Linked DNA regions of Mus musculus: regions 1, 2, 3 and 4 are each linked to region 5. A link is a contact called in public promoter capture Hi-C data. All regions are on one chromosome and are shown on one strand. The core of a region is the stretch at or near the end of the contact, and the rest is flanking DNA. Distances in the headings are between cores, read along the strand shown.

Region 1 (4,237 bases), core at 1,573-4,072, 810 kb after region 5:
CAAAGTTGACTTTTTAAACAACCTCCTCACAAAGACAAGCCTGACAGGCAGCTGTAAGTCAAGAAGGAAAAATTGGAGACAGAGTCTAGCCGCTCCTAATAGAACTAAGAACAGCTCTATGTTTGAAGCTGTTTGATCAAGCTCTGTTTTTACTCCAATTTTCATCCCCAGGGAAAGGAAAGTCTCTCCAACAACGTAAGGCCAAGCCTCCGAAGAAGCAGGAGGAGAAGGAGAAGAGGGGGAAGGGGAAGCCGCAGGAGGATGAGCTGAAGGACGCTCTGGCCGACGACGACAGCTCCTCCACCACCACAGAGACCTCCAACCCCGACACAGAGCCACTCCTCAGGGAGGTATGTGGGCGTTCACAGTGGGGCCTCAGACTGCCTAGCTCAGTACACATTAATGTCTCCTGTGTCATGTCTCTCCTCTGAGCATGTGTCCTGTGTGTTCAACATGCCTGCACTCTCCCCTGCAGAAACCAGCCCAGCTCTGAGGCTGGGTGACTTTGTTCCCCCCACCCCCACCCCTGAGAAGAGCATTTAGAAATATTAGAAACTGAACCGCTGCTAAAGTTAGCGAGCAGCAGGGTAATTAGCATCACACTACCTCATGAAGTCTGTTCGTGGCTGTAAATGTCAAAGAGGAGAAGGAACTGGACCTATTCACTGTCTAGTAATGCTGGGAACAGGGCTCAGTAACAGCCCACCCCCAAGGCAGGGGCAACAGTGGCTCTCCCAGAGGGAGTCATGTAACTCGTCTTTGCTACTTTTTGGGTTCTTCTTTTTTCCACCCTTTGTCCAACCCTCACCCCTCATCCCCATTTTACCCCCTAACACTAGATAAGAGAAAAACAAGGATAGAGGAGAAAGAGATCTCTGAGCCTAATTTCTTTCCTTTTGTTTCTTCTTTGAACATGGCCACTAACAAACCACAACCAAACCTCACTAAACGACCAGTAACCACCCAACCCACCTCTCGGGGCCTTCGAATTTATGTTCCCTCTGAAAAGTTCCTGGAATTCCAAACACCATACAATCACAGAAATTATTTGCATCTGGAAAACCATACTTCTTCTAGGGCACAAGGCAAATCACGGTCAGCTGCTATGGACAGTCCGAGCAGCCCTTCAACCTTACACCTAGAGTTAAAACAGAAACATTCTTATTTTAAAACATTCTTTTTTAAAGAAACTGGAATATAAGAATTCTCAAAACTGTCACTACAGAGTAGGTTCAAGATGCCGTTAGTGGTCACTGGAACCAGAGCCCAGCCTAGGATACATGAGCACATGAGGTCAGCATCCAGCAGTGACATACCATTCAGAATAGTGCAGCAGAGCCCAGCATGCCACCACCACACCCCACCCCCCCACCACCACACCCCCACCCCCCCCCCCCCCCCCGTGCACGTGTCCAGCAGTGTGGCTTGTAAGTGCTGAGTGGAAAGGCAGGCTCCAACTCGTTCTTGTTTTAGGTGAGTGTGTTCAGATCTACACTGCGGATCAGAATCTGGCTTCTGGTCTCCATCTAACGGCCTAAAAAATCAGTTCACAAGCAGTCCCGGCTCTGTTCCCTGGGTGATTTCATGTTTCACATAGGATGCGCATGTCCCACTGTCCCTTTGCAGTGCCTTGCAGTTGGCCTGGTGCCCTGTCTAATCCCATTTCATTTGTAACTTGTGCTGGAGCATTGGACTTAGTTCCCATTTTAGCAAATGACTAGAGAAGTATAGCATCTTCTGGCAAGCCGGTACTGAGACATATACCCACAGCACGGGGAGAGTACTGAGACATATACCCACAGCACGGGGAGAGTACTGAGACATACATACCCACAGCACGGGGAGAGTACTGAGACATACATACCCACAGCACGGGGAGAGTACTGAGACATACATACCCACAGCACGGGGAGAGTACTGAGACATATACCCACAGCACGGGGAGAGTACTGAGACATATACCCACAGCACGGGGAGAGTACTGAGACATATACCCACAGCACGGGGAGAGTACTGAGACATACATACCCACAGCACGGGGAGAGTACTGAGACATACATACCCACAGCACGGGGAGAGTACTGAGACATACATACCCACAGCACGGGGAGAGTACTGAGACATACATACCCACAGCACGGGGAGAGTACTGAGACATACATACCCACAGCACGGGGAGAGTACTGAGACATACATACCCACAGCACGGGGAGAGTACTGAGACATACATACCCACAGCACGGGGAAGAGTACTGAGACATACATACCCACAGCACGGGGAAGAGTACTGAGACATACATACACACAGCACGGGGAAGAGTACTGAGACATACATACACACAGCACTGGGAAGAGTACTGAGACATACATACACACAGCACTGTGGGGAGAGTACTGAGACATACATACATACAGCCGTATAACCTCTACTGGATCAGTCTTATAAGTAGAGACCAGGTTTTACTCACGGTACTTTAGTAAGAAGCTACTAATTGATGCTGCCACTGCCCACTGCACATAAATGTAATCTGAATGACTTTACACTTAAGACTCATCAAAAGACGATTACACTAAGTTAAAAACAGCTAAAACATTGATAGAGGTTCAACAGATTTCAAGAAGGGAGTTTATGCGGACAGCATCGTACTGTATACACCTGTAAACCCAGCATTCAGGCAGCCCAGACGTGTGAACATGGATTTCAAGGCCAAGCCTGATTTACACAGAAAGCTACAGGCCAGCAAGGAGCTCTGCAGTGGGGCTCTGTCATTCCTCAGGCTGCCGTGTATGGCTGTGTCTTGGGTTATGGTTTCATTTCCATCATCTTGCTAATCCTTCTGAGCACCTGCATCTGTGTCTTTACAGGATACAGAGAAGCACAAGGGGAGACCAGCCGTGCCTGAAAAACAGGAAAGTGAACTGTCTCAAGGGAAGCCCAAGAGCAAAAAGCTCTTAAACGCTAAGAAAGAAATCCCAACAGATGTGAAAGGCAGGTAAGTATCGTGGGGTTGTTGGTGGGAGCCAGGCATTGCTCCAGTCACTTCTCTAAGGGAGGGTGTGAGCAGCAGAAGCCATGCACTGCTGTTCCACTAGGCCTCTCGTGTCTAATGTCTACTAGTCAGGTGGATGCTTAGGGGTTTGCACCTGCTTCTGATGCCAGGCATGTGAGGGTAGGGTTAGCAGTCTGTTGTGAAGGCTTGGTTTAATACAGACCCACAGTACCTACCCTGTGGACAGAAGTAACCTTGACGGGTCACCCACTGGTAAAGGAGCTAACTTTTCTCAAGAGCTTGGCGTCTGCAGTGTCACAAACCAGGGATGCAGTTGGGATCTAGAATTCTGTGCTGTAAACCTTGGAAGAGTTATTCTTGCCTGAATCATGTTCTGGGATGGTGTCCCCAATGAGACAAGCCTACCATGGAAGAAGTCTAGTACCCACAGGGCAGAATTCAGGCAGGCCCCATAAGGAGGCTTTCTGTGGACTGCTTCCCAAGAAAAAGGATGTGTTGAGCTAATGGGTTGTTGACTAAGAGTTCTTCGTATTTTCATAAGCTGGGCTAGCATCTTCCTACTGAGCTGATGTCAGGGTTAGCATTGTGGAGGTGATGGTTCATGGCAGATGGGGAGGTGAGGCGAGAAGGATGGGGGTTCTCTTATCATTGTTACCTCCCTGGACCCCAGAAAGAGCCTCCAGGGTGCAAGACATGAGCCAAGACCAAGCTGGCATCTGAACCTCTCTCACCCTTGATGATGGAATCATTTCAAGTCAGTGGGCTGTTGTCCATTTTATTTAAAAGCTCTAAATTTTTTTTTTTTTTTTTTTTTTGGGAAACCATCTGGCTTAATTTAGGAATATTGAATTAGCAAAAAATAAAATAGTCTGGCACCTTTTTTACTTTAAAGCCAATTAATTTTACAGTGGCAAAGTTAAACTTTGTAAAATAGACACCCCCACAGTTACAGATAACTTACCTAAAAATAGCTCACACAGCCTCTACCAGAAGGTTGAGTGTCTGTGTTTTAGGAGTCTTCTGCCATTTTTAGAATATGGAATTTTAAACTAACCCTGCCAGCCAGAAGTAGAAGAACAGAAAATTGTGTAACACTGCCCATAAATGGCATTCTTGGAGTTTTTGTTTGTTTTAGGGGCGGGTGGGGCTTTTTGTTGTTGTTCCAGTTTGTTTATTACACTGCTTTGGACCCACCCCCTTATAAAGTCTAAGCTGGACCCACCCCC
Region 2 (4,816 bases), core at 2,158-4,657, 850 kb after region 5:
GAAGTTGCCAAATCCAGGGACATCAAGAAGCTGGGGAAGGGACTCCTGAAAGGCCTTCTGGGCTATCCTGAGGACCCAGTTGCCTCCAGCTACCTTAACAGAGATACATAATCCTCTGCCTGAATTCAACACTGAGTCTGGTATTGGCTTTAGCAACCACCATGTCAAGCTCATTTCCTGGTATGACAAACTTTAGCCACTCAGCTATATTCCCAGCCTCCCACCACACCACACTTTGCTTTCTTGAAACAAGGCTTTTCTATATACCAACCCTCCTGCCTCTACCCACCAAGTACTGGGACCACTCGCATGTGCCGTCACACTTGGTCTGCGGACGTTCTCTTACTTATCCAGAATCACTCTCTCCCTGTTTTAGCCCCCTGTGCTCTCCCTCCACCTTGAACCCCATAGCCTTTACCCGGAGTCCTCTGAAGTCACAATTGCTTATTTCTAGGCCACATCCAGCTCCTCACGACAGACACTTGCTCAGCAGAGTCCCATCTATATCATACAATAAGCACCAGTGCCTGCAGTTACCTGTAGTAAGCACACCACAGAGGGTAACAGGCTCCTTCCTGGTTTTCCAAGACAGATTTGCATCCCAGGGTCTCAGATCTCCTAGAGAATGGTGGTATGGACCCGGCCAGAAAGCTGGGCTCCCGGATGCTCTGAGACAGGGCCAAGGATGCCGCTCAGAGCTGCCAAGCTCCCAAGCACAGTTCCTTCCTGTGCTAACACACCCACTCTGTCCTCCCTCCCACCACAGGAACCTGCTCAGTCCATTTGCTCAAGCCCCTCAGTGGAAGCGCAACAATATGGTCCAAGCTGTGGGCCTCTGCACTGCTTAGATACCCCCTTCCTCCATTCCATTCGGGTCTGTCCCCTGACTTCCCTATAGCACAGCCTCTAGGTGGTTCTCCACACCAAGCTCATCTCCTGGTTAGCGTTACCACTAAATATGATACACATGTATCAATATGTTGACATCTTGGTCCCTTGCATGCTTCATTTTCATTGCCACTAAACATCCAGGAGCCAAGAAGGACTATCATTGGCTGTAATGAACAGGGATACCCCTTCAAGGGCCTGGCAAGCATGAGGGTCACAAGGAGGGCTGGGAATAGGAGGCCTGGGGGCTTTACCATCTAGCACACAGGTGAGAAGATCTGCTCAGGGATCAAAGCCAGCCATGCCTTTGTCCTGGCTCTATGCCAGGATTCCAGCTGCCTCTCTCTGCTAGAAAAGTTCATGTTGCCATGCCCCCCTACCCCATCCTTCCTAGGATGCATCAGGTGCCTAGGAGGGGGAGCCTTCCTCAGCTCGCACCTCCCACAACCCAGCCCTCACGGTCACTGTCTGTTGCTCTTTCTATGACTGCCCTGAGCCTGGCTCCTCCGGGCACAGACCACAGCAGCCCCTTTTCTGTCTTAGCCCCCGCTTCCTCCCACACAGAGAACAAGGCCGGCGATTCCTTACGAGGCTGTGGGGCATCCTTTAGGATCTACTCCACTTAACCTGCTCCTCAGCACAGTTGCCACCTGGGGACCGATACTGCCATTCCTCATCTGGGGAAACTGAGGCTCGGAGAAGCTATGCCAGGCACGCAACCTGACCCACAGTCACTCAGGCCCAACAGAAACTGATGTTTCCAACTAATACGGTGCAGAAGAGACCGTAGAGCTCTGAGCCAAGTCCCCGGGGACTCCATGTCCCCGCAGACCCCAACACTGCAGCCGAACTACTTGGACTGCCAAGGCCTTGAGGCTGGTGGGGGCCAGAGATGGTCTTAAATCTAGCTCGCTGAGCATATGTCAATTGATGGGGCAATGTCCCTCCAACCCCGCAGAATGGTCAGAACCCCAGCCCAGCCTCCACTGACTGGATTCTAGAAATGACGTGACCCCCCTAAGCAAGGCAGCTTCTGCTCTCTAGATATCCAGCTATAGGACAGTAAAAGATAGGTAGAAAACATTGGGGCGACCCAGGACAGTGCCCATAGAGTAGAGGAATGGTGAGGGAAGGGCCGTGGGAAGGGGTGTTTGACAGCATTCTTGACATCTACCCATTGCATGCCGGGATTGCCCAAGTTAATACCAAAAACATCTCCAGACACTAGTGCCCACTGGGGACAGGCGGCGTCAGCTGGCTTTAGGTCAGCATGACCCCGTTCCTGTGGTCCTTGGGCCTGAGCAGGGGTGGTCAGTATAGGGTGGTTCAGATGCTGCAGGCCTCGTGGAAGTTTCCAGAATCTGTGATCAGGGCCTGAGACCCTCCAGAGCTAATGATAACAATTAGCATCCTAACAACCTATTAACTATATGGCACCTATGTCCCTGAACACTGAATGAGGTGTCAGATACAGAAACTGTGAAAGCACAGAGAGGTGGGGTGACTTGCCCAAGGTCACACAGCAATAAAGAGCAGGCAGATCTAAATGGACCCAGGCCCCTGGCCCTAAAAAGTGTAAACTTTAACACCCTCCAGGCTGCTGGCCCACCAGAGCATCTGCGGGGGTTGCAAAGGCAAAACTGAAGGTCAGGTGAACTTTGGGTTTGTCAGAGGAACCTTAGCAGGTGACACCTTCGATTTTCCAACTTAGGACTTGGTGACCCCAATCTTTCAGCAAGGCTTCAGTAAACACCTACTGTGTGTTTGATGTCCTAGCTAAGACAAGAGCAATGAATGTCACTGTGACCGTTCACAGGAACCCTGCTATTTTCTGCCAGGCCTCACTGTCTGAGATACCTCTTCCAGCCTCTTGGCCAACAAACAAGGCAAGCATTTAACAGGCAGCCAACTCTGTATCTGTTTTTTAAATGCAGATTCAGAGAGGCCAAGACAACTGTCAAGAGCACACAGCTACGGAGCAGAGATCTAGTGATAGTTCCTTTCCCCTGCTTTAACATGACCTGACTCCGAGTGGAGCCTGACTCGAGCCCCTCTCCAGAGCTACTGACATTCTGTTGTCCAAGCTCACAGGCCTATTGTACCAGCCTGCCTGTGCTGCTTTCTAAAGCCAAGGAGCCGACCCAACAGGAGTCTAGGAACCCAGAAAAAGACACCGGCACCCCTCGGGTGACCTGTTTCCCCAAGGGCGCCCCTTAGCTCCACCGATTGCAAAGTCTCAGGTCCCTACCACTTGGGCCTACCCAAGCCCAGCCTCAGGCCCCTGCGGACCCCACCCTCCTCACACAGAGATCAGAGTAAGGGAGTGACACCCAGTCACACTCCCTCCACCAAAGGCTAAAGGGTGGCCACTCACCTGGACACCCTCGAGGCTATCACAGCTCACAGGGTACGGCAGGGCCCAGCCGGAAGGCCTGGTGTCCCCAGAGCACTTTTTCTCACCAGCACCTTTCTTTGCAGCTCAGCCTATTTCCTTGATGCGAAGACAGGAAAGAGAGCCGTGTTTGAAGTTGACGTCAAAGCAACAAAATGCTGTGTGGAAGGAAAATCACAGGCCACATGCTCCTGGCGGGGCAGAGCACATTTCCGGGGTCACGCAGTACCAGCCGCAGGGTGTCGGGAACACAAGAGGAAGGTGGGGATTGTAGCAGCCAGGGATTGGGGCAAAGGCTGCTTCCCACAGTGAGCCCCCACCTGAGGGGGGCACCTGGAGTGTTGGGGGAAGGGCAAGTTCTGGAAAGGAGGGGTCCCCAATGTGTTCCTGTCCTAGATAAGGTTGCTATTACTGTGATTAACACAGTGACCAAAGCAAGTTCGGGAGGAATGGGTCTACCTGGCTTATACTTCCACAGCTAATTATCGAAGTATGTTGGAGCAGGAACTCAAACAGAGCAGGAAGCTGGAGGCAGGAACTGATGCGAAGGCCATGGAGGGCTGCTGCTTACTGGCTTGCTCAGCCTGATTTCTTCTAGAACCCACGACCACCAGCCTGGGAATGGCTCCACCCACCATCAGACGCCCACAACGCAACCTTATAGAAGCGTTTTCTCAATTGAGGTTTCCTCTCAGATAACTATAATACGTGTCAAGTTGATATAAATCTAGACAGTACAGTGCCCAATTTCTTGGAAGCATCCAGGGGCAGGCCTCTGCCGGAACCCTAGAGGCAGGCTCTAAAGCTCTAAAGCTGGGGTGAGGGAGGGGTGAGCCCACTGGGACTCCAGAGCTAGGCTGGTGTTCACCTAGAAAAAGCCACGATGGCAGGGTTATTCTACAGGAGCTCTGGGAAGAACTGGCTCTGGAGCTGGGACAAGTAGGCGGGGTCCCCCGACACTCATACACTCTAGTCCAGCCCCACAAGGGTCTACCACCTTGACCACTTCACATATCTAGATCATACTAGAAATGTGCATTGCCCCAAGGTCTCTGGGAGCCACACCAGTTACTTGAAAGCATCAGGGGCCGGGGATGGGGGTTGGGGGTGGGGGAAATGGGCGGCATTCTCCTCCTCCGAGGTGGGAATCTCCAGTGCTCAGAGAAGGGACATCTTGGTCTCAGCAAGCCACAAGCCCCTTCCTGTCCCACTTCGTGTCCAGAAGCTTGCGACTGGAAACAGTGTCATAGCTGCAGCCCGCAGTATGTCTGCTTCACTGAGGAGAGGATGCAGATCGCCACAGATAGGAGCATTGTCCCATGAGGTGGCAAGAGGGAGGCACGTCCTTTGAACTTCAGAGGGAAGGGCTACCGGATGCTAGGGAACTCAGCGCGTCTGGTGGGAGGGGGGGTGTCCAGTAAACTGTGAACTCAGAGCCTAGGAAAAAAATTGAACCTGTGCCCCAACACCTCCAGGTGTGCCTCTGAGGAGAAGCAACCTGGCCTCCTCTAGGAAACCTCCCTCTGCCTCACACTG
Region 3 (4,602 bases), core at 2,048-4,547, 830 kb after region 5:
ACTGGGAAGAACAATGTTATTAACCACTGGGCCACTTTGTCCAGCCCCCCAAAGCTTACATGTAATGGAAAGACAGTAGCAATAAAATTATATATTCTGAAATAAATAAAACAAATAGCAATCTTAGAAATGAAGAGCTCAGCAGATAATACAGCTGAGTGGCAGGTGCGGCAGGGCAGGGCAGGGCACGCCTTTATCTCAGCAATCAGGAGGCAGAGGACTCATCTCTGTGAGTCTCCAACCAACCAAGGCTACACAGGGAGACTTGTCTCAGAAAAAGCACTGCGGGGCTGGTTGTGAGCACCTTCTGCTCCTGCAGAGGACCTGGGTTCAGGTCCCACCACCCACACGGTGGCTTACAATCCTCTACAACTTCAGTTCCCAGGAGATCTGGTGCAAGAAAATAAATCTCAAAAAGGCCATCTCTTAGAAGGAAATATAGGGACCCTCTCAGGCCATTAACCCTGAGGTGACTCCACAGTCTGGGACGGCCCCATCAGGGCTTTCTCTTCCCCCCCCCCCCCCCAAATTTTTTATTAGGTATTTTCTTCATTTACATTTCAAATGCTATCCCTGTGTTCCCCTGTACTGGGGCATATAAAGTTTGCAAGACCAAGGGGCCTCTCTGAAGGAGTTACAGAGACAAAGTTTGGAGCTAAGACAAAAGGATGGACTATCCAGAGACTGCCCCACCTGGGGATCCATCCCATAATCAGCCACCAAACGCAGACACTATTGCATACACCAGCAAGATTTGGCTGAAAGGACCCTGATATAGCTGTCTCTTGTGAGGCTATGCCAGTGCCTGGCAAACACAGAAGTGGATGCTCACAGTCATCTATTGGATGGAACACAGGGCCCCCAATGGAGGAGCTAGAGAAAGTACCCATAAGGGGTTTCTAAAGGAGCTTTATGCCTCTGGAATAAGGTGAACGAAGCCACACCTGATGGTTTTCTGTTTCTTTTCTACATGCACTTGGCTAGAAGTCTTCATACTTCCTGCATTCGCAGTGGTAATCTCTCTTTTATTTCTGGGTGTAAAGTTAATATTTTATTCAAAGACGACATGCAATTGGGAGCAATGTGGGATGAGGAGATGGCAGAAGAGTTGAAGGGGGAGGGGAGCATCAATAAAATCAATTTATATTGTATGCATGTGTGAAACATCCAAAGAATAATAATATACTTTAAAAGTCATTTCTGGCTTTGATTTGACAAGATCCAACATTGTGGTGCTATAAGGGCAATTAAAAAAAGTAACAGGGAAGAAAATAGTCTAATAAAATATTGAGGTATTATAATAAAATATCATCATAATAAAATCAATAGAATATTCTATAAAATATGAAATTTAAGAAGTATACTTGTGAACTTCCAAGAAGACAAAGAACTAAGAAAATTCTTTTTTTAGCTCTAAGGGTTGGAGAGATGGCTCAGTGGTTAAGAGCACTGACTGTTCTTCCAGAGGTCCTGAGTTCAATTCCCAGCAACCACAAGGTGGCTCACAACCATCTGTAATGGAATCTGATGCCCTCTTCTGGTGTGTCTGAAAATAAATAAATCTTTAAAAATGTTCGGCCTTATTATTATTGTGTGTAAGCATGAAGCGTTGTCTGTCTCCAGAAGTCCTCTGTCGGCTCCAGCAGAAAGTCAGTATTCATTACCCTACTCTGTCTAGTCCACTCTGTGGCTGCCCCAGACTACCCACGTGAAGGGAGCACAAGGCCCGTCCAGTAAGGTCCGGTTACTTCACTTCGAATGATGCTTCAAGGTTTCACATATTATAGCAGGTGCCCAGATTTCACTCCTTTTATGGCCAAATAATCCTCCCTAGCCGTTCGGGATGAATTTGGCTCATTTATCGCCTGGTGAAATAGGCTCATGCATTTTCTCTCTCCAGTATTCATCACTGCCAAGAACCGTCTCCTCGCCCTGCTCTCTGTGCTTCTGAGAAGCTAAAGAGCCTGCTCAGCAGTTAGCAGCATGTTCTTGCAGAGAACTGGAGTTCAATTCCTGACACCCATATCTGGTGGCTCACAACCACCTTTAACTTCAGCTCCAGGGGCTCTAGCGCCCTCGTCTGGCCTCCCTGGGCACTGCATTCAAGTGCGCAAATCCACACTGACATGCATATACAACATCAAAAATAGACGCGTTTCTCATGTGTGTGGTACATGTGTGGTATATGCATGTTCATGTGTGTGTGCTTGTGGAGACCCAGTGGAGGAGGAGATGCCAGAAGCTCACATGGTGAGACATGTCACCACCCAGCCCTACACCCCCCACAAATCAGCCACCAGAGTCCTGAGCCGTGGGGCCTGCAGATCGCCCACCGTATCTATTCATCAGCTGGCTCCACCCAGTTCAGACTCTCAGCTTAACAGGTGCTACAGACATAAGTCCCCAGTTTCCCCCAGAGCCCAAGTCCAAAATAGCTGTCCCTAAAGCCATGCCACCTCCAAACCCACTTGGTCTGAGGCCCTGTCCCATCCCTATAGGCTGTGGGATCCCAACAGTGAGCCTAATGGGCAGTGCAGACTGGGGACCCACTCGGGAGGCTGAGGCAGACAGCGCATGAGTTGAAGGCCAGCTTGAGCCAGAAACTGAGCAAGCTGGGGGAGAGCTTACCTAGTACGTGCAAAACTTGGGGTTCATTCCCCTGCACCCCATAAAACTAAGAATGCTGGCCCCTGCCTGTAATCCCACCACAGGAAGTGGAGGCCAAGAGGAACAGAAGTTCAAGGTCGCCTCTAGCTACACAGACTTTTAGGCTATCCCGGACTTCAGGAGACCCCGGCTCAAAAACAAATAAACGAAAACGGGGGCGGGGGAGGGGGCTGGGGAGCAGGCGGAGTAAGTTCTGTTCCCAGCACTTGAAAGGTGGCCAACGACCATCCATACCCCTAGCTCCAGGGGACCTGACACCCTCTTCTGACCTCTATAGTCACAAGCACGCATGGGATGCACCGACGTACGTGCAGGCAAAACATTTACAGGTGCAAAAATAAAGCCACGAAACTGAATGGTGACTGAGTCACGCAGTCGTTTCTTCTCCGGACATGTAAAGGCTGCGAGTACAAGGCAGGAGCCATCAGCTACAGAATGTCGTGGTCTTGCTGGATCAGGGGCGACATCCACAGGCAAAGCAGAACCTGTGGTTAAGAGAAGTCTGTGAGACCGAGGGACGGGGCTGCAGGAGCAGATGATACTGGAAAGGAACAAAGAAAGATGTCCCTCCGTACAGCCTCGTGGGGCGGCGGTGGGCTCAGTCCTTACTCTGAACCATTCTTCTGCGCTTTTCCTAGGCTGCTGCTGCCCCTCCCCCTCCTCCTGGCTGCTGGTGGCAGAGAAAATGGGAGGGTTTCTCTCTAAAGCCAGGTTCAAGCGTCAGGGCTTTAAGCGTCCTTGTAGTTCCCGGTACCTTTGAGATCTTCCCACTGGTTTTTCTACATTTACTTTCCCTTTTCAGTCGACGCGCCCATAGAGAAACTGAGGCACGGGAGGGCTAAACAACCTGCCCCCGGGGCAACTGGGGCTAAATCTATAAACAGCAAAAAAGCGTGCCACACTAAAGCAGAGGGCTACGCTAAAATACAAAGGCGCAAGAGCCTGGATGTATTCTGCGAGAGGGTGCGGAGCCCGGGTCCCAGAGGCTGGCAAGAAGCATCCTGCAAACCGGCCTGGAGTGAACCCTCTGCAGGCGGCGGAACTGACGGCTGAAGATCAGAGGCGAGTCTGGATTCTGTTCCCTAGCCAGAAGCTGCCAGAATAAGGACAGGTGAGCGCCCTGTGCCAGGAACTGAGCCCACCTTTGCTTTTACTGTGGCGCCACCTTGTGGCATTGTTTTAGAACTACAACCTCTTCAGAGGATTCCGTCATTGCCAAGCCTTTCCCAGTGTACTAGATACCCACGTGGATGTTTTAATACCAAACCAATTAGTGATGCAGACGATAAAATAAATAAAAACAAAAACGTATTTATTTTCTTAAACGTTTGTGCAATAATATGTGTCATTGGGCTGGAGAGATGGCTCAGCGGGTAAGAGCACTGACTGCTCTTCCAGAGGTCCTGAGTTCAATTCCCAGCAACCACATGGTGGCTCACAACTGTCTGTAATGGGCTCTGATGCCACTTCTGGTCTGAAGACAGCGACAGTGTACTCACATGCATTAAACTAATTAATTAATTAAAATATATAATTATCCAATAACAAGTGAATTTTAATGCAACTGAAATATTTGCAAAAGAAACCATTTCCAGCAGCCACAAAATCCTACCACTGAGGAAATTTCTTTCTTGATCAACTTATTAGTTTTAAAGAGATTAAAGACTGTTTAAGTTTTAATATTGTCTATGAATTAGTAATACAGCTTACATATGCAGTAGTAACGTCACCTTCTAATGAAAAACGCATATCTCCCTATTCTCAAGGCACTGCTAAGGGGTTTTCGCTTGGTTTTGTTCTGGTTTTTTGAGTTTTTTTTTGTTTTGTTTTGTTTGTTTTTTGCCTGTTTGGAGTGTGTGCTGTTGATATAGGATCTCATTATGGAACCCAGGCTCGCCTGCAACTTATAACCTCCTCATCTCAGCCCCGTCAGTA
Region 4 (4,730 bases), core at 208-2,707, 730 kb after region 5:
GATGCTCTGCTCCTATTGTGTATGTCTTATCCCAATCCTAGAAATGGGCATTTCTCTAGAAGCCCCAATTCATTCCATTGGAATAGTCTCAGAACGTGGGCTGTGGGTGAAAATGTGGTCATTACTGCTGGGGAGGTCACTGGTTAAGTGAGGAAGAAGTATATTTCGTTATTCTAACAGCTCTATACACATCTCACTCTCTCCCTTAGGGTTGTTTTGTTTTGTTGTTTTAAGATTTGTTTTTATCTTTCTGTGTGGGTGTTTGCATGTTTGTCTGGGCACTATATATATATGCAGTGTATACAGAGGCCAGAAGAGGGTGTCAGACCCCCTAGACCTGGAGATCCAGGTGGTTGTTAGCTGCCATGTGAGTGCTGGAAATCCAGCCTGGGTTCTCTGGAAGAACAGCCAGTTCTCTTAATGCTGAGCCATCTTTTCAGCCCCATACCTGCGTTTCTATTTGTAGCAATTAGTCTATCTCGACTTTATGCTGAGCCTCTCCCACCCTTTGCTTCTATGTAAACTCTTGGCCCAGCATACTTTGATATACTGACATACTTTGCTTACATCTTACTTAGTCATTCAGTTCCAGTGTACAGTACAGTGGCATCAGACTCGCTAACTCCTATGGAAGCTGCCTTCATACATTTATAACACAGCATAAAAGAATGGTTATGAATAAAACTGCTATAAGGAATGTCATATATATATATATATACACACACACACACACCTGTGGACAGCTTTCAGATGATTTTGTTACATGCTAAGATCATCATTGGCATATTGTACACCACAGCTACTGGCCTTTGCGTCTGCCCTCAAGACTGTGTGCCTTAGTCATCTGCCTTATTTAGTGTGCATCATTTCTTACAGTAGAGTAAGCTTTGTTTGCTAGTGCCTCTATGATCGCTTAGGTGGAAAACAAATGCCTGTACACAACAGGATCATGTGCAGCCGGATGATCTGACTCCACCTTTCTCACAACAGCAGGCGTAGATAGGTATTTTCAAGGCACCTTGCACAGCTGGGTTATTGAAGCTGTCTTAGTATTGATCATGACTACATAGCAAAGCATTTCAGAGTTGCTAAAGTTCTGAAGCATTCGCTGTATTTTCCTCGTAACCATTACTCTCATACAAGCAGTGTTTCCTTGGCTTGTTCTGGATGCCAGTCTTGACCTCAGGGCCCTCACAAATGCTAATTACTCTACCTACCATTGGTCTACATTCCCCAGTAAGCAATATATTAAAATGTAAAATTGTATTTACTGCAAGGCAAACGGTGAAATTGGGTTTCTGTTCCTATCAGTGATGTTTGGTTTGTTTTCTTGACAGCATTCATTCAGTCGGAGAGCATAATAGAAGTCCTGCGCTTTGACGACGGAGGGCTACTACAGGTAATTCTCTTGAGTAATATGACTATTCTTCTTTCCTGCCTTGGAAACCAGTGTAACTGGTTTTCCTGAAGTATGTTTTATGAACTGTAGACAGTCAGTGGAGTTATTGCATGAACCTCCTACTAGAATTACTTTTTAGAGTAAACATTTTTCTAAACAGTGGACTCCCTGTGTAGTATGGAAGCTGTAGGTAAGTAAGTCAGAGTTTGTGTCCTGTGGCTGTGAGGGTATGTAAAAAAAAAAAAAGCCAGGTCAAATGAGGTTGGGTCTGTGAGCTCTCTGGTTGTTAGTGCTGAGTGAAGCACTGGCTCAGTGTGTGTAGCTTCAGCATTTACCTAGAAAAGAACTTCTGTGCACAGTGCAAGGTTTATGTCTCGTCTGGCTGGCTGTCACTTGCCATGCTAAGCTATATCTTTAACTGTAGTAAGCATGACATTAGAATGTGGAGTCTGGTAATACTCTGCCTTTTCTTTCAAGCCTAGTTCAGATCCTCTGACAACTCATTCATTCGTCAGCTAGAGAACAAGAACTGCAGAGCTGAAAGGCATTGTCACTGCCATCTGCCTCAATTGGCTTTGCTGAGAAGGGTCTGGTCTTCTGGCCTTGTCTTGTCCGTCCGTCCTTCCTTCCTTCCTTCCTTCCTTCCTTCCTTCCTTCCTTCCTTTTAATAGCCCAGTATGCCCCAAGATTGGGATCCTCCTGCCTCAGCCTCCTGAGTAGTAGGAGTACAGACATATGCCTTTATATCCATTTCAGCTTTCTGATTTTTCTTTTTAGATTAAATTTGTTCTTTGACATTTGCATCCCTGTAAGCAGTGCATTCTGGTTGCTCTCACCCGAAACTGTCTATCGTGTGCTTCCTCCAACCCCATTCTTGTTCTCAAGGGTGGACCCTTTAATTCTTGTGTGTGTTTGCCCAAGGCCATGTCCGTGAGCACGGGTGTGGAGACCTTCACTGGCATGGTGCGGGATTACATACCTGCACTGCCTCTTATGGCATAGGTTATGTGTCTAAAGCTGAAATGTTTTTCACATTTTGTTCTGCATGTATGTTTGTGTGGCTGTCTGTGGAAGTCAGGACAACCAGTGGGGGTTTGAGCTGTTTCTGCTGTGTGGTTCAAGTGGGCCTGACGGTAGATGCCTTTTCCTGCCAAGCCATCTATGTCTTTGTTTTTAAAAGCCAGTGACAGTAGTTTTCCAATTTATAATCCCATCAGAGGGAATTTCTTGATTTATATTTAAAGACCTTGGCACAGCCCACTAGAAGCCCCCTCCTGTCTCTGTTGTATCCTGTCACTGTTCTTACTTGATGCGTTGGTCTTTTGACTTAGATAATTGTGACTTCAAATAAACAGAATTTCTTTATTCATGAAGTTTAGCTTGTCAGCTTTTTGTTTTGTTTAGTATGTCTTATGTCTGGCTGAAGAACCAGGTTATGTGGTTGGAAAGATAGCTCAGTTGATAAAGTGCTTGCATAGCAAGCATCAGAACCCAGGTTAGATCCCCAGCACCCACGTGAGGAAGTTGAGCATAGCTGAGCAAAATCTCAGAGCTGGGGAAGTAGAGACAGAGGATCCTGGGGCTCCTTGGCCAGCCAGCCTAGCCCATCAGTGAGCTTCAAGTCCAGGGAAGAGACTATCTCAAAAAACCAAGTGAATGACTTCCTAGAAATAATACACCCAGGGCTGACCCTCGGCCTACATACATGTACACTTCCACACACATATGTGCTCATCCATCCATCCACAAGCACACTATGGATGATCGTAATTTAGAATTTTATTTGGCTGCTCTCCTTAGGTACAGCTACAGTTCCTAAAATAACTTTCAGTGGAGGCAGAGGGCAGAGCTCCCTTGTTGCTGTTCAGTTGTTTCATGTCCTTTGCTGGGTGTCCTCCAGAACTTTGTTACCCACTTACTCTGAAGTGACAGTGTCTCCTGGTCGACTGCTGGTGTGAGCTGGAGCTGGCTTTCTGGGTGTCCTGAGCCTGTTTGTCTTTGCAACTACACTTTTGAAAGTTTTGATTCTCATTTCCTTCCTCTTAGATAGACATGGTCCTTGATAACCTTTCCATGTTGTGCTATCCATGTGCACCTGTAAACTCTGTGTGTGCTGGGTGGTTCTTACACTCGATCTGAAGATCAGGTTGGAGAGAATTACAACTCCCTGGGAAATTAAATCAGTTATACTGTGCAAAATAGTAATAGCACCCTGACAAGTACAGTGTGCAGAACATTGTACTAGTGCTAAGGGGTAGATCACAGGAAGCTACTAACACCTTTCTTACTCCTGAGTCTTGGCATGTATCATTCCTGTAGGGCACCCCTTTCCTATGGTGATGGGCTATGTGCACAGAGAGGCCACGTCTAAGCTTCCAGCTCGCAGCCAGCACCACTCTCCCTCCTGTGAATGAGCTTCATGGACAACCAATGAACACATCTGACGCTTCCTACAGATGTAGCACAAAGGCATGAATGAGAACGAGCAACTGGGGGTTCACCAGCCCCAGGATGGGCAGTAGTAGTAAACTGCCTTAAGCCACTGTGCTTCAGAGGCCTGACTTTGCAGCAGTGGATAACCAGAGCCCTGCTGTGATCTGAAACCTGCCTGCGTTGTACTCATTTTTTCCCCATTGTTTCAGAAATCCCCTTTTGTATATCTTTGTAATGAGACTCCAGTCAAAGCTCTGCACACCAGAGCAGAGCTATGTTCTTGGTAGATGAACCTACATGGCAGGGAAGTGAGTGTCCTGATGACAGACACCACAGATCTGTGTTCAGGTCACTATTCCTTTAGCAACAAACTGAAAATTTTCAGTGGAGTGTTGTTCTGAGCTCTGTGAGCTGTCCTGGTGAATAAGAGAGTCAGGGGATCATTGACAGCCTTGCATTTATAGCTGATTTGTCAGAAATACAGGTGGCCAAAGTGCACAACTGTGTATGGAGTGAGGGCACAGCCAGCATCTGGATTCTCACCTGACTCTGACTGCTTAGATAGTATTAGAGGATAGTATTTGAGTCCACCAGGAGTAGTATTTCCATTATGTCTCATGTGAAGATATGTTACATGATGCTGTCGTAGGAAAGGCTGCCGTATGTAGGGATTTAGTGGTTTTGGAAGTGGGGCACTATGATACTGCTTTTTACCATCTAAGCAAGAAGTTAGCAATCGTTCTGTAAGGATCAGACATTAGCTGTCTGAGGGTTCAGGTGCTAGCAGTCTCCACTTAACCACTCATCTACTGTTACTGTGGTACAAAAGCAGCCGTCTATCCCTGGTACCTAGGAAGCAAGCATAAAACCAGTAGCAGAGTGGCTTGGTCTGTGGGTT
Region 5 (4,608 bases), core at 976-3,475:
AGAGACTTGTCGAGCTCTGCAGGTGTTGGCTGCAGACCTGGGTACACTTGACAACCTAAAGCCCTTATTATTCCGGAGGAGGGGCTGAGATGTCAGAAATCTTTAAACCAGATCCCCAGGAGACTCAGGTCTGTCTATTGAGGCCGGAATATAAACAAAGGAGTGGCTTTATTTGCCACATCTGCCGTGCCCTAGAGCTGACCTTTTGAGCAGATCTAATCGCAGAAGAGATTTTATGTTTCAACCTTGGCCCTGAGAGTTAATGCTTTAAGGGGTCACTGACAACCTGTTTGCCCGCCCCCTCAAGGCCGCCATAGACTGCCCACTGCCCGTCTTCATTCCTCTCTCTAGCCCTAGCCCTCCCTAGCCCAGATGGAGCACAGACGCAGAGCCGTGGGTTCCAGTGTGGCAGAGGATAAGGGTGCAAGTCACAGAAACCACTCAGGCCTGTGTCACAGAGCAGAATGACTGTCACCCGACTCTGCCCATACTTTACTTGGGACAGAGGTGCAACATCTCTGAGGCTTGATATTGTGAGATGTGTCCAAGTGTGGGGAAATACAGGAACCAAACAGGAAAGAAATGGCTGCTAAGAGGTCTTGGTCACTTGCTCAGGCCAGTGCTCCATGAAGTTGCCTGTAGGTCACCTCCTGGCACAGCCTAGTGCAGTTGCAGGGTTCACCCACTCCCAGGGTCAGCATGTGAACGTAGGTACATGGGCATACATCAGTGCAGTTGGAAACATTGCCACTTGAGCAGTCCCCAGAGCCCCACCCTCCCCTGGGGGTCCCTTCTTGCCAAACCACCTTAGAGGCAGTCTCATATAACTTTTCTGCTCGTTTGAATGTTTTTAACTCTACGTGTACAAGTGTTTGTGCACCGTGTGTCTACCTACCGATGCCAAAGAAGGCAGCGTGACCCGAGGAACCAGAGTTACAGATGGTTGTGAGCCACATGTGGATGCTGGGACTCAACCTCAGGTGCTCAGGCAGAGCAGCCGGCACTCCTCCCTGGGCCCCCCAGCCCTCCTCCCTGGGCCCCCCAGCCCTCCTCCCTGGGCCCCCCAGCCCTCTTTATGCTCATTTTAAAAATGTATCTTTTGGCTCAGATGAAATTATCCAAGTGCAGGTTATAAAGAATTTACCAGAACTATGTCTTGTGCCTTTGGGCTAAGAGGTGACAGAGTGCTCAGTACCCAGCACTGAGCTTTGAGGAGGTGAGAGAGGCTGGCCTGGCCTTCAACAAGCTACTTCTCTGCTCTGATTTCAAACTGGAATGGCAAGTTCCTCGGGTTGTGAATTTAATCTTATCAGAACTGTTCGAGGAATATGTTGTTAGCCAAGAAAATAAAGTTCAAACCCTGAGAAAATGTTCCGTCTGTTTCGAAGAGAGTAGCTGCCTCTGGGATAGGGATGGGAGTGAGGGTGAGACACAGGAAGAGTTCTGCGGGAGCTCCTGGTCACTAAGTGAAGAAATGGCAGGAGAGGGCAAAGAGGGCCCTTTAAAAGAATGTAGAGCAGGAGAAGAAAAACAGCCGGTGTTAACCATGCAGGCCCCAACTTCCTGTGTCAGGTGAAGACAGATGGTTGTAGAAATGGCATCACGTCCCACAAAGGGAATGTTTTTAGCGCGTCAAGTAAATCCGGAGTGGGGGCGGGTGGCTGGTCCCAAATGTAGACTCTTATCAAAGGCATCCTATCTGTGCATACATTCCAGCTCCTCCCAGAGAGAAGGCCCTGGTAGAAATTAGCTCCAAAGTGCACAGGTTGGGGTGGCAGCTGCATCTTGTGGTTTTGGCGGCTCAGACCAGAGGAGGTAATCTATTTGAGACATCTATAGAAGAAAAAAAAAAATGAAGTTTGCTGAAGAGAGGCTTTGGCTCAGGGGGGAATGGGAAGTGGGGGTCTCTCTGAGACTCTACTCCTCAATCCTACCACTCCTCAGCCCCCTGAACCAAGCAAAGCAATATAACACACCTTGTATGGGAGAGAAGCTGTGGGTGGGACTGAAGGGGAGAGTGGGACTATCTGCCTAACATTGCTCCTTCTTGGCCTTTATCACAGAAAAGGGTCAGCCTCCTGCGGCTACAGGTCCTGGGGCTGATGGGCAACCCACCCCACCCTGGATCACCATGGCCCGGCAGAAGAGAAGAGGAGCCCCAGACCTGCCCGTCAACCAGGAAGAGAAACCTGGGTCGAGGATCCTAAAGACAGAAACTGGGAAGCAAGCCAAGGTGGCCGAGAGAGCCCAGGTTACCACTCTTTTTCTGTGGCGTTCGGGGTGGGGGTGGGGTGAGGAGGGCAGCGATCTTGTGAGGGTGTGGTGGGAGCAGGTACCGCTGTGCTCACAGAGGTCCTGCATGAACATCACAGAGATGCCGTGCCTACCGTGATGGCTGACATGCGCAAAGGCAGTACGTCAGCTTGTGGACCCCGTGATGGAGCTAGCTGCCTCTTTGCCTGTGTGGGCTGGTAGAAATGCAGTGGCGCCCGAGGCTGCTCTGGCCTCCTAGGCAACGCAGCTCAGCCTCTGGAAAAAAATTGAAGACAGTTAAAACAACGGCTCCCTTCAGACACACGCTAATATGGTCACCAGCTCCACCTCAGCCCCTTGTGTGATGATAAATGAAGCCTGCTCTGGCTGCTGCCTGCTGGCTTCCCTTTTCCCTCACCTGGGGCTGCACAGCCAAAACCTGGAGTTGCATGTTGTATTCAACTGAAAACAGCTCTCACCAACCCCAACAACTGTGCTGATGCACCCTCTGCTAACCAGTACAATAAATGGGGTTCTGCTGTCTAGGAAAGGGAGCCTGCGCTGCAATAGGACCTGCTTCCCTTCCTGCTAATGCAATCCTCAGTTGTGTCTACACAGCTGAAGACCTGTATGTAGCATTGAGGAGGGGAAATTACAGTGCGAAATGTTAGCCCATTTCAGCTGCTGCCATATAGTGTGTATCATAAAACCATTCCCTACGGCTTTCACATAGAGTCCTCGCTCTATACCATCTGGGGCTGAGACTGGGCTGTCCAGGCAAGCAAGGAGCCACCATGCACACGTGGGCTGCAGGAGGCTGGCACAAGTCAGCTCTGGCATTTTGGTGGGTGATGCCGGTGCACAGAGCCCCTTTCCAGAAAGTGCCAGCAGCAGGGTGCATCTTGGAAGAGACATTTTGTAGCTAAGACACTTGGAGTATTTACCCACTCTGAGTCTGTTATCCTTGGGCAGCACCTGTCATTTTGTGTCTCCGTAGGAGTCTGTGAAGCAGGGTGACTTCGTCCGGAGCAAATCTTTCCTGATGACCCCTGCAAAGCCTGCTGTGACCCAGAGGCAGGGGTCAAAACTGAACCTCAAGGAAGGGCTACAGAGAGGAATCTCACTGTCCCATCAGAACTTGGGTATGAGACTGGCTTTTATTTCCAAATACTTTGGCACACACTCATGCACGCGCACACAGATATATATATTTACACATACACACACACATATATATATTTCTTCCTATGATTGGAGTTTGTGTTATTGAATCATTTTGCCATGTTGAGCAGTGTTTTTTTAATGTAGTCCCCCCCCCCTTTTTTTGAGAAGGAATTTACATGAGATAACGGTCACCCATATCCAGTGTGCATTTCAGTGGATGTATTTAACGGTGAGATTATGTGTATTTGCGGAGTCCCACCACCCTGGTAGCAATCTAAGAATAGAACATCCCCCTCACACTGGAAGGAAACCTACTTGTCACATTCCCTACCCTGGGGGTAGGTAAGCACTAACCTACTTTGTGTCTCTGTGAGATATCCCTTTTTGGGAATGTGAAATCATAAAACACAGGTCCCTGTCTCTGCTGGTTTTGAATGCAATTCTGAGCTCCGGGAGGTGGTATTTGTCACCTCAAATGGTGGATGAGCCCGGAGTCTCCTGCACACTAATCACATACTCTCCCGTCGAGTGACATCCCGAACCTAATATTTTTTAATTTTTTATTTACTTTGTATTGTGGTCAAACGACACGAGACTTGTACTTTACTAGCCATCTTAATTGGGTGGTTGTGAAGGTGGTATGCTCGGTCCCTCGTGCAGCCTACCTCTGGTGTTCTGCAGTTAGACCCTGAACCTTTCTAGACTCACTTTGCCTCCGGAACCACCTAAGCCTGCTCTGAAACTCTTCCAATCGTATGTGCTCCACACTCGATGCTTCAGTCTTCACTCCTTTATGCACTGAGGGATTGTGTGTCCTGGAGCACAGTGGAGACTGGAACGTATATTTAAAGCTATAGGAGAGGCTTAGCGAAAACCCACACTGGGTCTCTTGCTTTTGTCTGTTTTGTCTCCCAGCAGCTCAGGCTGCAGCGACCACAGAGAAGGAACTTCATCAGCTGAAGAGGGCCAGTTACGCCAGTACAGATCAGCCATCCTGGATGGAACTCGCCAGAAAGAAATCTCAAGCCTGGAGCGACATGCCCCAAATCATAAAATAGATTGGCAGGCTGCTGGGGAAGGAGGTCCACTGGACCGACGAGCCACTTAGTTTTAAACTGCCAATAAATCTTGGCAAGCAGACTGTGAAACTTACGATTGATTTTTGTCAACGGCTTCTGATGTGCTCCGAGA

The links. Promoter capture Hi-C pulls out the DNA fragments that hold promoters and counts their contacts.
Region 1: a promoter capture Hi-C map of HPC-7-derived erythroid cells shows a contact between it and region 5, with 7 times the contacts expected there. The contact joins the enhancer-like site here to the promoter of 4930556I23Rik in region 5. A contact is called at or near these places in 10 of 39 promoter capture datasets (the 3T3-L1 cell line, 3T3-L1-derived adipocytes, HPC-7-derived erythroid cells and 7 more) and 1 of 115 datasets of contacts at active chromatin or transcription factors (large pre-B cells).
Region 2: a promoter capture Hi-C map of pre-B cells shows a contact between it and region 5. The contact joins the promoter of Zap70 here to the promoter of 4930556I23Rik in region 5. A contact is called at or near these places in 7 of 39 promoter capture datasets (the 3T3-L1 cell line, HPC-7-derived erythroid cells, embryonic stem cells and 3 more), 2 of 484 Hi-C or Micro-C datasets (embryonic stem cells and pancreatic cancer cells), 6 of 115 datasets of contacts at active chromatin or transcription factors (embryonic stem cells, large pre-B cells, memory CD8 T cells and 2 more) and 1 of 9 other capture datasets (embryonic stem cells).
Region 3: a contact with region 5 is called in a promoter capture Hi-C map of hippocampal neurons, with 5 times the contacts expected there. The contact joins the enhancer-like site here to the promoter of 4930556I23Rik in region 5. A contact is called at or near these places in 10 of 39 promoter capture datasets (HPC-7-derived erythroid cells, cranial neural crest, embryonic stem cells and 7 more), 4 of 484 Hi-C or Micro-C datasets (cerebellum, cerebral cortex, embryonic stem cells and 1 more) and 2 of 115 datasets of contacts at active chromatin or transcription factors (forebrain and large pre-B cells).
Region 4: a contact with region 5 is called in a promoter capture Hi-C map of frontonasal cranial neural crest, with 3 times the contacts expected there. The contact joins the enhancer-like site here to the promoter of 4930556I23Rik in region 5. A contact is called at or near these places in 8 of 39 promoter capture datasets (the 3T3-L1 cell line, the C10 cell line, cranial neural crest and 4 more).

The regions. Positions count from the first base shown.
Region 1 is chr1:36,800,581-36,804,817 of GRCm38.p6, reverse strand. It overlaps Tmem131 (transmembrane protein 131), which reads left to right. Exons shown (of 41, transcript NM_018872.2): 32 at 172-350; 33 at 2,866-2,993. Among named protein-coding and RNA genes, the nearest start is that of Zap70, 41 kb to the right of the region's middle. Within about 2 kb of position 2,822, at least 17 of the 459 cell types and tissues checked have an H3K27ac peak or open chromatin away from gene starts, as enhancers often do. A contact at or near this core is called in pre-B cells, where this site is marked.
Region 2 is chr1:36,760,389-36,765,204 of GRCm38.p6, reverse strand. It overlaps Zap70 (zeta-chain (TCR) associated protein kinase), which reads right to left and starts at 3,407. Exons shown (of 13, transcript NM_009539.3): 1 at 3,263-3,407. It also overlaps the pseudogene Gm18828.
Region 3 is chr1:36,784,061-36,788,662 of GRCm38.p6, reverse strand. No RefSeq gene overlaps it. Among named protein-coding and RNA genes, the nearest start is that of Zap70, 25 kb to the right of the region's middle. Within about 2 kb of position 3,297, at least 50 of the 459 cell types and tissues checked have an H3K27ac peak or open chromatin away from gene starts, as enhancers often do. A contact at or near this core is called in cerebellum, cerebral cortex, forebrain and 2 more, where this site is marked.
Region 4 is chr1:36,885,933-36,890,662 of GRCm38.p6, reverse strand. Tmem131 (transmembrane protein 131) reads left to right here. Exons shown (of 41, transcript NM_018872.2): 2 at 1,338-1,399. Among named protein-coding and RNA genes, the nearest start is that of Tmem131, 51 kb to the left of the region's middle. Within about 2 kb of position 1,457, at least 8 of the 459 cell types and tissues checked have an H3K27ac peak or open chromatin away from gene starts, as enhancers often do.
Region 5 is chr1:37,612,124-37,616,731 of GRCm38.p6, reverse strand. 4930556I23Rik (a long non-coding RNA gene) reads right to left here and starts at 2,225. Exons shown (of 2, transcript XR_373329.1): 1 at 2,165-2,225; 2 at 1,359-1,833. It overlaps Cracdl (capping protein inhibiting regulator of actin like), which reads left to right. Exons shown (of 10, transcript NM_028096.1): 8 at 2,064-2,251; 9 at 3,251-3,395; 10 at 4,336-4,608. The coding sequence ends at 4,475.